Linked DNA regions of Mus musculus: region 1 is linked to region 2. Evidence: chromatin contacts called from public Hi-C data. All regions are on one chromosome and are shown on one strand. Each heading gives the region's core, a stretch centred on a gene start, on an enhancer-like site or on the middle of the called end of the contact. The rest is flanking DNA. Distances are from core to core; before and after follow the strand shown.

The links. A called contact is a pair of places that touch in the nucleus more often than the background predicts.
Region 1: a Hi-C map of uterus shows a contact between it and region 2, with 4 times the contacts expected there. The contact joins two enhancer-like sites. A contact is called at or near these places in 15 of 484 Hi-C or Micro-C datasets (the C2C12 cell line, the CH12 cell line, the G1E-ER4 cell line and 10 more), 1 of 115 datasets of contacts at active chromatin or transcription factors (embryonic stem cells) and 1 of 9 other capture datasets (embryonic stem cells).

What each region holds. Positions count from the first base shown.
Region 1 is chr11:32,603,413-32,608,897 of GRCm38.p6, forward strand. It overlaps Stk10 (serine/threonine kinase 10), which reads left to right. Exons shown (of 19, transcript NM_009288.2): 11 at 255-378; 12 at 709-888. Among named protein-coding and RNA genes, the nearest start is that of Fbxw11, 36 kb to the right of the region's middle. Within about 2 kb of position 2,084, at least 123 of the 459 cell types and tissues checked have an H3K27ac peak or open chromatin away from gene starts, as enhancers often do. A contact at or near this core is called in uterus, where this site is marked.
Region 2 is chr11:32,320,355-32,326,631 of GRCm38.p6, forward strand. No RefSeq gene overlaps it. Among named protein-coding and RNA genes, the nearest start is that of Gm46275, 19 kb to the left of the region's middle. Within about 2 kb of position 4,012, at least 19 of the 459 cell types and tissues checked have an H3K27ac peak or open chromatin away from gene starts, as enhancers often do. A contact at or near this core is called in uterus, where this site is marked.

The DNA.
Region 1 (5,485 bases), core at 834-3,333, 280 kb after region 2:
GTCCATATTGTGTACCACTTTTGGGGGTGGTAGATAGTTCCTTCCTCCTTACTGATTTGTAAGTGTTCTTTATATATGGAGGACACGCACCTTTTTGTCAGTGGTTATTGAATGAAGCCTGAATCTTGGTCCCGTCCCTGCCTGAGTCAGCAAGATTCAGCTGCACAGCCCATCCTTTCACAGCTCAGACTGTGAATACCATGGTCTTGGGGGCCCCCTTCCCACTGGAAACGTTTGTGTCTGTCAATCCGCAGGCGCCAGGAGCTCCGAGAGCTTCGGCTTCTGCAGAAAGAAGAACATCGGAACCAGACGCAGCTGAGCAGCAAGCACGAGCTGCAGCTGGAGCAGATGCACAAACGTTTTGAACAAGAAATCAACGTGAGTGAGAGGAGAGCCCCCGGGAGCTTCTGGCCTGTGGGTTTTCTTCAGGTGGAGGGTTGGGGGGGAGGGGCATTGTAGAAGTCGTAGAAGGGTGGTTAGGTCACAGTGACCCTGAGTCAAATAGGAACACCCCTAGAGGAAATCCCCTGTGTGGAGTGCGGTGCCATGGTCCTGCCCGGGCAGAAGAGGAAACAGAGAGGTTAAGTAACTTGCCCTGAGACACACAGCAAAGGGTGGCTGGGCTGGGACTCAAGTCTGGATCTTGAACAGACTCTGAGGTATGAAGTGGCTCCTGGATACCTCTTAGTCTGTCTGTGCACCTTCCAGGCCAAGAAGAAATTCTATGACGTGGAGCTAGAAAACCTGGAGCGGCAGCAGAAGCAGCAGGTAGAGAAGATGGAGCAGGACCACAGCGTGCGCCGCAAAGAGGAGGCCAAGCGGATCCGCCTGGAGCAGGATCGAGACTACGCCAAGTTCCAAGAGCAACTCAAGCAAATGAAGAAGGAGGTGGTGAAAGGCTGCGGGTCGGGGAGCCGGGCCGGGGAGCGGGGCGGGGGCGGGGCAGCAGAAGAACCTGGAAGCAGGAGCTGACATAGATGCCATGGGGTTGCTATTTACTGGTTTGCTCCTCACGGTTTGCTCAGCCTCCTTACTTGTAGAAGCCAGGGCCACCAGAACCAACCACAGTAAGCTGGGCCCCCTACATCAGTCATCCATCAAGAAAATGCTCCCCAGGCTGTCTACAGGCCAGTCTGGTGATAGTCTTTTCTCTTTTAGGGTCCAGCTTTCCAAATGACTTTAGCTTATGTCAAGTTGACATAAAACTCGCCGTCATAGCCTCCCTTCTTGGGGCAGCCACACTGGGGGGCCTTGTGCCCAGCCACAAAGCTATGACACTTGTAGTTCTTTCTCTGACTTTTGGGTGCCCCTTTCCTGTGTTGGCTTTTACCCCTAGCTGGGTCCTTTCTAAGTGCCTTCTGTCAGCTCCTCCTCCTCCTGGCTTGGGGGTTGGAGAAGGTTCAAGGCCACCACTCCATATGATGGTGTAGCCTGCATATAGCCAACACACACCTTCCTGAGGCCCCCAGGCAGCTAGCTCTGGGTCTTCCGTGCTGTCCAACGCACTGCAGCTGCTTCTGTGTCGGTTGCTGTAACTGAAGCAGGGAGCTCTGGTGATGGGGAGGTTGGCTCACTAGATTTTCCCTGAGGAATTTTACTCAGTTTGCGGGTTGATGAAATTCTGTAATGACTTGTCTCTCAGAATCTGTCCCTGTCATGCAGCTAAGTTTATAAATGGTTCTGAGTTCCCTAGCCCTGCACACCAGATCGCTGCAAGGAACCCTGGGGGCTTCTTAGTTAAAAGCCAGATTGTTTTTCTGGTTGGGAAAATGGGGTGCCAATGCAGTAGATGACTTCACTGCCCTGGAATGCAGCTTCTCTGCCAGAGAACAGGGCTCACTGCAAATGGTCCCAGGAGTCCTTGGGCCCGCCTCTTTGCCAAGTGGCCCCACAGGACTCTGCCTTCGTTCTTCTTCTGCCCCTTCCCACTGTCATCAGAATGTCTCTAGTGTCTTCCATGCCTTCGAAAGGAAACTCAGACCCTGTGCTCGATTGCTGCTTTTAATGTTCTGTCTCCCAAAGCAAAGCAATCAGCAATCAGTGAAAGTTCAGTTCTGAGTCTAGCTCTTACGTCATGTGGTAGAGTGGTCACGGTCACTGGGCTGGGACTGGATGCCACGCCTGGCACAGAGGCCAAGGTACACAAATGAACTGTTCCTTTAGGAATTTTATGTAAATCTGTGTTTCTGAGCTGGAGTCTTCTGTCCCCAGCTCTCTGGGACATTGACAGTGTCTGCACACATTTTGGAGGGTGTCACAGTTTGGGGATGGAGTGGGGCCATCTGTTGATCTCCTGCTGACATCCTGTGAATGCATAGGTAATCCCTCCTCACTCTCAGTAACACAGTCACCCAAGGAGGGAACCAGAGATGGCTCAGCACTTAAGAACACTGGCTCCTTTCCTAGAGGTCATGAGTTCAATTCCCAGAAACTACATGGTGGCTCACAACCATCTGTAATTGGATGCCCTCTTCTGGTGTGTGTCTGAAGACAGCAACAGAGAATTTACATATATTAAATAAATAAATAAATATTTTTTAAAATATAAAAATAAAAACCTGGGAAATGAAAGAGAGGGTGAGACAGGCTAAGCTTGTGGGGGTTGGAAGTCAGATTGTGAGCACGTGTCGATGACATCACACAGATGCTCTGAACCAACCGTGTGCTTCCTTGCTGCCTGCATGCCACTTCTGGGTGAGGTGTCTGTCCCAAACTCTTTTGTTCCTTTATTTAGCTGGGAGATTGGTTTCTTTTTACTGAATTCTGACATTCTCTTTATATTTGGGACTTTATGAGATGTTATTTTGCAAATATTTATTCTCCTCTCATGGCTTGTCTCACAAACCTAATTGTTTTCTTTTTTCTTTCTTTTTATTTATTTTTTTTTAATTTTTTTGGTTTTTTGAGACAGGGTTTCTCTGTGCAGTCCTGGCTGTCCTGGAACTGTTTTCTTTAGGGATGACTCTTTTGATGGCTTATTTAAGAAGCCAAGGAATCCTTCCCCAGCCCAATGGGATGTGCGGTCTTTTAGAAGTTTACCATGTTTGGTGTTGTATTTCCCCATGAGATCATTCTGTAAGGAGTAAGGTGTGGACGGGCTCAGGGTTTGCTGTGGGCTGCCTGTCCCAGCACTGTGTGTTGGAAATAGCCACCTCCTTCTGCCAAGTTTTCTTTAGGGAAAAGGAGTCGACCGTGATGAGCCGATCTGGTTTGGTGCATTTAGGGTCTGCACATCGCATGGGTTCATCTGTCTGTGTCTGTGAGCCCAGACTGGTGAACCTTGGCATCAGGTAGTTTGAGTCCTGAGTCACTGGCTCTTCCCCCTCTCTGCCTTTTCACTCACATCATAGTATTACCTTTGTCTATCAATTTGGGTGAAACGGCCATCAGAACAACACTGAGCCTCCGATGACAGGTTTTTTGTTTGTTTGTTTGTTTGTTTGTTTGTTTGTTTTTCAAGGCAGGGTTTCTCTGTGTAGCCCTGGCTGTCCTGAAACTCACTCTGTAGACCAGGCTGGCTTCACACTCAGAAATCCGCCTGCCTCTGCCTCCCGAGTGCTGGGATTAAAGGCGTGTGCCACCACCACTGCCTGACTGTTAGTGATTTTTAATTTTTTAGCATGCAAATCCACTCTTGATTTATTAGAATTAGATTTATGTCTTCTGGGGAGGGTACTTTTATAAGATACTTGGAAATTATCAATTTAGAGGACTGGAAAGGTGGCTCAGCAGTTAAGGGTACTTAACTGTACTTTCAGAGGACCTGGGTTCAGTTCCCAGCTCCCAGGTTGCAGTTCACAATTCTCTGTAACTCCAGTTCTGGGGGGCAGGACTCCCAATTCCCTCTTCTGGCCTTTGTCATCACAAGGCACATATATGGTGCACAGGTATACATGCAAGCAAAACACCCATAAACATAAAATAAAATAAAAATTAAAGTGTCAATTTAGCTAATTACTAAAGGATAGAGCTACATGACTGTTTGTGCAGTGTACTTGTATCTAGCCTTACTGTCTTATTCTAGTTTTTTTGTTTGGTTGGTTTTTTTGTTTTGGTAGATTCCTTGAGGTTTCCTGTATACACAGAAACAGTTTCATTTCTTCTTTGCAGTTGATGTACCTCTTATTGGCTTTATGTGCTGGCTCAGGTCCAGCAGGAAGTCAGCTAGAAATAGAAATAGTTCTTCCTTGTTCCCAGTCAGTATTCCCTCATTAAGTCTCTTAGCAGCAAAGCATTGATTTGATTCTGATTTTTTTTTTTTTTTTTTTTTTTTTTTTGGAGACAGGGTTTCTCTGTGTAAGAGCCCAGGCTGTCCTGGACTCCATTTGTAGATCTGGCTGGATTCAAACTCACAGAGATCCGCCTGCCTCTGCTTCACAAGGGCTGGGATTAAAGGTGTGTGCTACCACTGCCCAGATCTTTTTTTTTTTTTTTTTTAAAGACAGGATCTGTCTTATTAAGTAACTGGCCAGCATAGAACAGGCTAGGTAGATCAGGCTAGCTCTGAGCTCAGAGATCTGCCTAAGTGCCGTATTAAAGACCCTGCTAGCCGGGCGCGGTGGCGCACTCCTTTAATCACAGCACTTGGGAGGCAGAGGCAGGCAAATTTCTGAGTTCGAGGACAGCCTGGTCTACAGAGTGGGTTCCAGGACAGCCGGGGCTACAAAGAGAAACCCTGTCTCGAAAGAAAAAAAAAAAAAAAAGAAAGACCCTGTTGGCTTAGTTGTTGTTGTTGGTGGTGGTGGTGGTTGATTGGTTTGGGGTTTTTTTGTTTGTTTGTTTGTTTATCAAGACAGGTTTTTTTGTCTGTCTGTTCTGGAACATACTCTGGACCAGACTGGCCTCGAACTCAGAGATCTCTCCTGAGTGTTGGGATTAAAGGCATGTTCCTCTACCGCCTGGCTCAAATTCTTTTCTAATATACTCTGCAACTTCCTCTTTGACCCATAGGCTACTTCCTGTGAATTTTTAAAAAGTTCAAGATTCTTTTTATGTTTGAGAACTGTTAGTAAATGTCCCTTGCATGCATGCACTAGGTAGAGTGTAGCACAAACGTCAGCTTGACTGTCCTTCATGTCTCCTGCAAACTTTCCCCATCAGTATTGAGAAAGGCACGTTAATGCTTTTAGCTACAAGGGTGAGTTTGCCTGTTGCTCATGTGTGTGTGTCCATGTGTATGTGGATGCATGTGTGTTTGCAGATGATTCTGAGGTCAGCTTTTAGGTGCTGGCCCTTGGGGCCATTTACCCTGTTTTTTGAGACTGGGACTCTCACTGGGACCAGTGGCCCTAAGGATTCCACTGTCTGCCACCTCTGGGATTACAAGCTTGTATCAGCACACCTTGCTTTTCTTCCTTCCTTCCTTCCTTCCTTCCTTCCTTCCTTCCTCTCTCTCTCTCTCTCTCTCTCTCTCTCTCTCTCTCTCTCTCTCTCTCTCTCTCTGTCTCTTTCTTTTTTAAGATTTATTTATTTATTTGTATGTATT
Region 2 (6,277 bases), core at 2,762-5,261:
CTTCCTCCTCCTCAGCCCCCCCCTCCCTGCAACCCTCTCTCTTAAACCTCCAGTCCCACCTTTCTCCCTCCCCTGCTGCCCAGTCACAGGCTCTAGCCTTTTATTGACCAGTTAAACTGGGGAGAAGGCTCACATGGCATCACTTGAGTACATGAAGATTTGTTCCTCACAACTCCCCCCTTATCAACATCCCTGCCTCGGTTTCCCCACTAGTGGCATGGAGGCATCGCCTAATTGACAAGGACGGGTGCTGGTGTGCCCTGAACTGTCCATAAGCCTAGGCAGACCTCTGCTGCTCCACCTCCAAAGCCCTCCCTGACCCTTTGTGACTCACCCGCTCCCCTGTGGTCTGCTCTGCTGCTCCAGGGCTGTGAAAAAGAACTCAGTGGCTGTCTTAAAATAGCAGACCGTCTCTCTCCTGTGTGCCCCTAAAGCAGCTGTGTTTGGTTTTGTCTGGAACTATCTGGAAACTGAGACAATGGACCCAGGACACTGTCACCAAGCCTCAGACGGAGCAAGCTGTCAATCACCTCTCAGACCAGGAGCTCATGCAGGGAACAGGTGATCTGCACCAGACATTCCTTCACAAGCACGGGTTAGAAGCCTAAGCTGGGAACAGCCAGTCCTCCCCTACCCACACTGCCCTGCCCTGTGGGAGAGGGCACTCGTCTTGGCTTAACTCTGCCCAGCTCTGCTTCCCATATGTGACAACACCGGGCAATCTCAAGCAAGCACTTCCCATCCATGAGACCAGTTAACCACAAAGCACCTTTCTTCACTTTCTTGGTGCGCGTTCTGTCACTACAGAGTTCCTGGGTCTGGGAGATGGATGAGCAGTAGACTTGATTCGGCTCACAGTGCTGGAGGGTGGGAGGGTTGAAGGCCTCTGCTGAGAGCCTCGAGCCACACTGCAACATGGTGGAGGACCTAGAATATAAGAAAACAGTAAGCTTAGCTCCCCTCTCATTAGAAAGCCAGTGGCGCCACCTTGGGGCCCACTCTCAGCTGTTTATGACTACCGGGCAGGAGGTCTCTGGGGCGCCCCCTGCAGGCCACTATAAGTAGGTGCAAGGCTTTTCCAGTATCGTCACCACCTCCAGCATCACCTTGCCTTTGCACAACCAAATACTTGTTAAATGTCTATTTGTAGGACCGCACTCAGACCTGTGAGATGTAGGAGACGGTTTTGCTCTTGATGTCACCTGTGTAATTGCTGGAGGTCAGTTCAGACACAGTGGCACTCTGGTGGGACTAGAAGGCACCTCACTGCCCTTGGGTAGCTTCTTGAGTGCCAGGGGAGATTCTTATACCACGTAAGGACAAAGATGTGACAAAGCTGAACTGAAGCCATGAGCAGTCCTGGATCTGATGGGAGAGCCATGGTGAATGTGGGCTGAACGATTCCATGGGCTGGAGTCCTGGACTACATAAACAGAAAAGCGGCTGAGCGCAAGCTCTCTCTGCTCCCAGGATGTCTACGATGTGACAACCTCCGCTTCTGTCACCGTACCTTCCTGCCATGACGGACTGTACCCCTTAGAATTGTGAGCCACAGTAAACCCTTCCTTAAATTGGTTGTGCCCGTCGTTTCAGCAACCGGGAAAGTGACTAATATTGAAAATTGGTACCTGGAATGGGGTGGGGAGTGAGCATTAGAAACCCGACCATGTGGTTCTTAGACCTTTTAGACTGGTTTGTGGGAGGCATATGGAAGCACTTAGAATTTTATCCTAGAAAGGCCCTGGGATACTGTAAGCACAGACTAACGTGGACAGTAGAGACTCGGCAAGGCTTTGGGGGAAACATTCTATCAGGTAGTGAGTTAGGGGACATTGTGTGATATATTTTGGCAAAGGATCTGAGTGCATTCTGCCTATGTCCTGAGTTGAGTGGGGTTTAACTTAAGGAGAACAGGCTGCCGTGTCTGGCAGAAGAAATCTCCAGACAGGAGACCAATCGGGAGCTCATTTGGGCTGTGGCGAGGTCATTGCTTGCTGTTCTCATTGAGGCCTCTCGTGAGAGAGAAAAAGGGGCATCCTTGAAGTTTGGTTAAAAGGGTGTGCAGGTAAGATTAAAGTTCCAGGGAAGGACAGGCAGGTGACACAGCAGGTGTAACTATTAAGGAGATGAGCAGCATGGAAGAGAAGCTGACCCTGGGTGACAGGAAAGGTGCCCTGGGTGTAAGACCCACCCCAGAGAACTCCATACTGCAAATATGCAAGTTCATTTAAGAGGAAAGTGTCCAAACTAAGAACGCCATATAAAAGCTGGTTGAATGACTCTGGGAAGTGTTTCCCAATGCCAACACTCAAAAGCCAGTGCATTTGTGGTCTCCACCCAGAGAAGGCAGAATAACTTGGTGACAGCATCCACAGGGCATTGGTTTTATGGGTGTGAAGAATGCAGGATGGCAAGAGTCATAAGCCTTGTACCACAGATCTAGAGAATCACTGGGTCCACCCGCAAGGAAGTCCTTGGCGGTTACTCTCCAGTGGAGACCCTAGAACCATGCAGCATCTGCCAAAGAAAGCTGCGGGTGTGGGATGGACCCAAGAGAGAGTCTGGGCCCAGACAGCACATCGGACAGGGCTGACCATGGATCTGAGACATTTCTACCACAAGCCCTGGACCCAAAGTGGAGTTGCAGGATTTGGTGTTTGCCCTGCTGGGTGTCTGACTCACTTTGGGCAGAGCTTTCCTTCTGCCCCATTCTTCCCGTTATGAATGTGAACCTTCACTCTGCTCTACAGTACATTGGATGTCTATAGCTTGTTTTGTTTCGGTTTTTAATAGGAGGCCAGAGTAAGAGATTGAGTCTCGGTTGAGAGTCTGATTTTTCTCCTTTGAATAGTGTTGAAAGGTATTGGCCAGAGGACTTTTGAGGTTGGGCTGAATAAATTTTGCGTTATAAGATAGCTACAAGCCTATAGAGACAGGGAGTAGAAGGATATGGCTTAAAAGCAGTGTGTTTGGGTGTCAAGTTGACAAAAGGTGGAGCTGTGATCGTTTATAATGGTTATTAACTTAATTTGATTCCAGCAATCACTGAAGCAAGCCTCAGGCATGTCCGAGAGGAATTGCTTTAAATGTGGGCTGTGCCATTCCATGGACTGGGGACCTGGATTAAATAAAAAGAAGTTGGGCAGCGGTGGCGCACACCTTTAATCCCAGCATTTGAAGGGCAGAGGCAGGCGGATTTCTGAGTTCGAGGCCAGCCTGATCTACAGAGTGAGTTCCAGGACAGCCAGCACTACACAGAGAAACCCTGTCTCGAAAAAAAAAAATTGATTATTAGAAAGAAAAGAAAAGAAGAAACACCAGGGTGATAGTGATAGGTTTCAGCTCTGAAGGAGCCCCTCTCTCTTTTAAATCTTTTAATTGCTCTCTTTTAAAACAATATTGGGGAGGTACTTTAGGAAACCTATTCTCTGTGGCCAGAACTTTTCTTGTAAAATTTTATTTACTTATGTACTCATTCACTTGTTTTTGAGACAGAGTCTTTTTTTCTTTTAAAGATTTATTTATTTTTATTACATGTAAGTACACTGTAGCTGTCTTCAGACACTCCAGAAGAGGGAGTCAGATCTCATTACAGATGGCATGTGCCACCACGCCCGGCTCCTAAAAATTAATTTTTTATTATTTTATTGCACTGGTGTTTTCCTGCATATACTTATCTATGTGAGGATGTTGGAACCTCTGGAGCTTGAGTTACATACAATTGTGAGCTGCCATGTGTTGCTTGGAGTTGAACCCAGGTCCTCTGGAAAAAACAGGCAGTGCTCTTAAATTACGGAGCCATCTCTCTAGCACCCACTGTGACATTTCTAATTGTTTTCGTGTGACATTTTTCATGGTGATTTTAAAATCTCTGCAAACAAGTTTCTGGAAAAAAGTACTCTAATTTCCTTGTGTCGTAGATGAAGAGATGGCAAAAACTCAAGAGATGTTAGATCGCTGCTCTGTAAGATCACACTGTCTGCTTGGCCTTCAGGTTTCAAACACAGGTCAGGGTGAATTCAGAGTCTAGATTCTCACAACAGCAGTCATGTCCTTACAACCCACAAAATAACGTCTAGCTGTGCAAATGTCCGAAAACAAGACAGATTAATGGAGTCAAATGTCTGCCCCGGGACAGCGCGAAGGACTCTACTGACAGAGCGAAAAAGTTTATTCTTGTAGTTTTTTTGTAGTTTGGGGAAAGAGAAAGTTTGCTGCTCTTTCCACATCCTCTCTTTCAGTATTGAGGCCAAGTGGAAAGTGTCCGGCAGTCCTTCCGCATCCGCCTGCCCAGAGCACAGGAGGAACTCTGGCTGGACACGGAGTCTCTCCCTCCCCCTTCTTCCCCTCTTCCCACAGCCCCACAAAACTGTACCCTCCTAGACCCATCACTGTCCTGTCTGCTTGAGGACCTTGGAACAAGGTGGCAGTGTGGGTCGAGTGTAGGAGGACACTGCAGCTACCGGAGATATAAGAAGGCGACGAGCACCCCCGTGTGGCGGGACTCGGAACTTCGCAGCTCCAAGGAGAACAGCGGTGTAACAGGCACCCAGCATGCACTTGGCTCTTTGCCCACGAACTCTTCGAAATTTTAGTTTAGGTTCTGGGGGTCTTTTCATCTTTGACATGTGTCCTGCTAAGATATAACTGCCACAACCCTACGGATGCTTCTATCTATAATTTCACATGTAATACTCTTCCCATGAATTCAAGTTTGATGTTTATTTGTTGTTGTTGTTGTTGTTTGTTTGTTTGTTTATTTTCTTTTGTGTGATATTGGGACCTTGCCATGCTGGGCCAGAGCTCTACCAAGCTACTGAGCCACACCCCAGCCCTGGCTTCCTTATGACACATCAAGCAAGTTTTGGTATCAAAATCAAAACTGTGAAACCTATAGATTCCACCTTCTTGTTTCCCTTCCTATCCTCCATCCAATGTCAGCCGTTTGATGTGTCTAGTCTATTCTTCCCATGGTGCACTCCTACCTTTTTATAAAAAAGGAAACAATGTTACTTTGTAAACAATATATTTTCAAAGCTACTCTACTGGGATTGTAGGAAGCCTCCCCCTTGGGTTGGGTTGTTCTTTTGTTTTATTTATTACTAATGTATATTCATTGTACATAGTTCTGAGTTTCCTTAAGATAATCTCAAAAATGTCAGGTGCTTTAGCCAAATTCACCCTCCCTCTCAGTCTTCCACATCCCGGTCCTACCTCACTCTCTTAAAGAGTCTCCTTCTAACCTTCCCACTGGTCTCCCTCCTCTTCCCCAACTCTCCTTTCTGCTTGACATGCAGTCAGTGTGTGTGTGTGTGTGTGTGTGTGTGTGTGTGTGTGTGTGTGTGTGTAGATATAGGTTGTTTTCTGATAAATCTGGTCAGTGACTGGAGATGAAAGTCAGCAACATAAACTAAAAGAAAAATCACCAAAATGTGTGAGAAAAATCAAGAATATGGATTTTAAAACTTGGCAACATCAAAGAAGTTTTCGGCAAAAAAAATAGAGACTTAGAAAGAAAGAAAAAACAAAACATAGAAAGGTTGTAATGAAAACTGGATAAATCAGATAAAAAGCACAGTGAAAAATGTCACCAAAAGGCCACCAAGTAGGGGGAGGACATAGGGATGAGGCCACCAAGCAGGGGGAACATGGGGATGAGGACAAGGCTGATAAGAAGCTGCATTCAAATATCAATGATGAAAAGAATTAAAGAGTTTGTTCATGACATCGGAGCCCTCTGAGATGTCATCAAAGGACAAATCCCGAAGGTCTGGACAAGAGGAGAACTTGAAATAACACTGAAGGTCATTCAATGAACCATACCCTATAATTCCCAAACATAGAGAAATAGACATGCAAAGTGAAGTGCAATTTAGAAACCAGAGACACAGGCAGAGAAGTCTCTCTCTATAACAGATTGTACAGCCAGGAAGCTAAATGACAGAGCCAAGATGGATGGTACCCAGGAAATCATTGGGGTGGATAACAGCTATCAGAAGACCCTCAAGGGAATCCTAACCAGGGGAGAAAAATAAACACTTCTAGGAGGTCACAGGAAATAATAAACCACATTAGAACAGTAAATAAGAAATGAGAATTTGGAAAGCATCAATTACAAAAATCAAAACGGTAGGATTTAATATATAATTTTTATTAAAAGCTCTGAATGTTGATGGTCTCAATTCTCCAATCAAAAAATACAGATTAGTACACTGAATGTATAAAATATGGCCCTTCTGTTTGCTGCCTGCAAGAAGGACTGCCCTATTTGCAGATG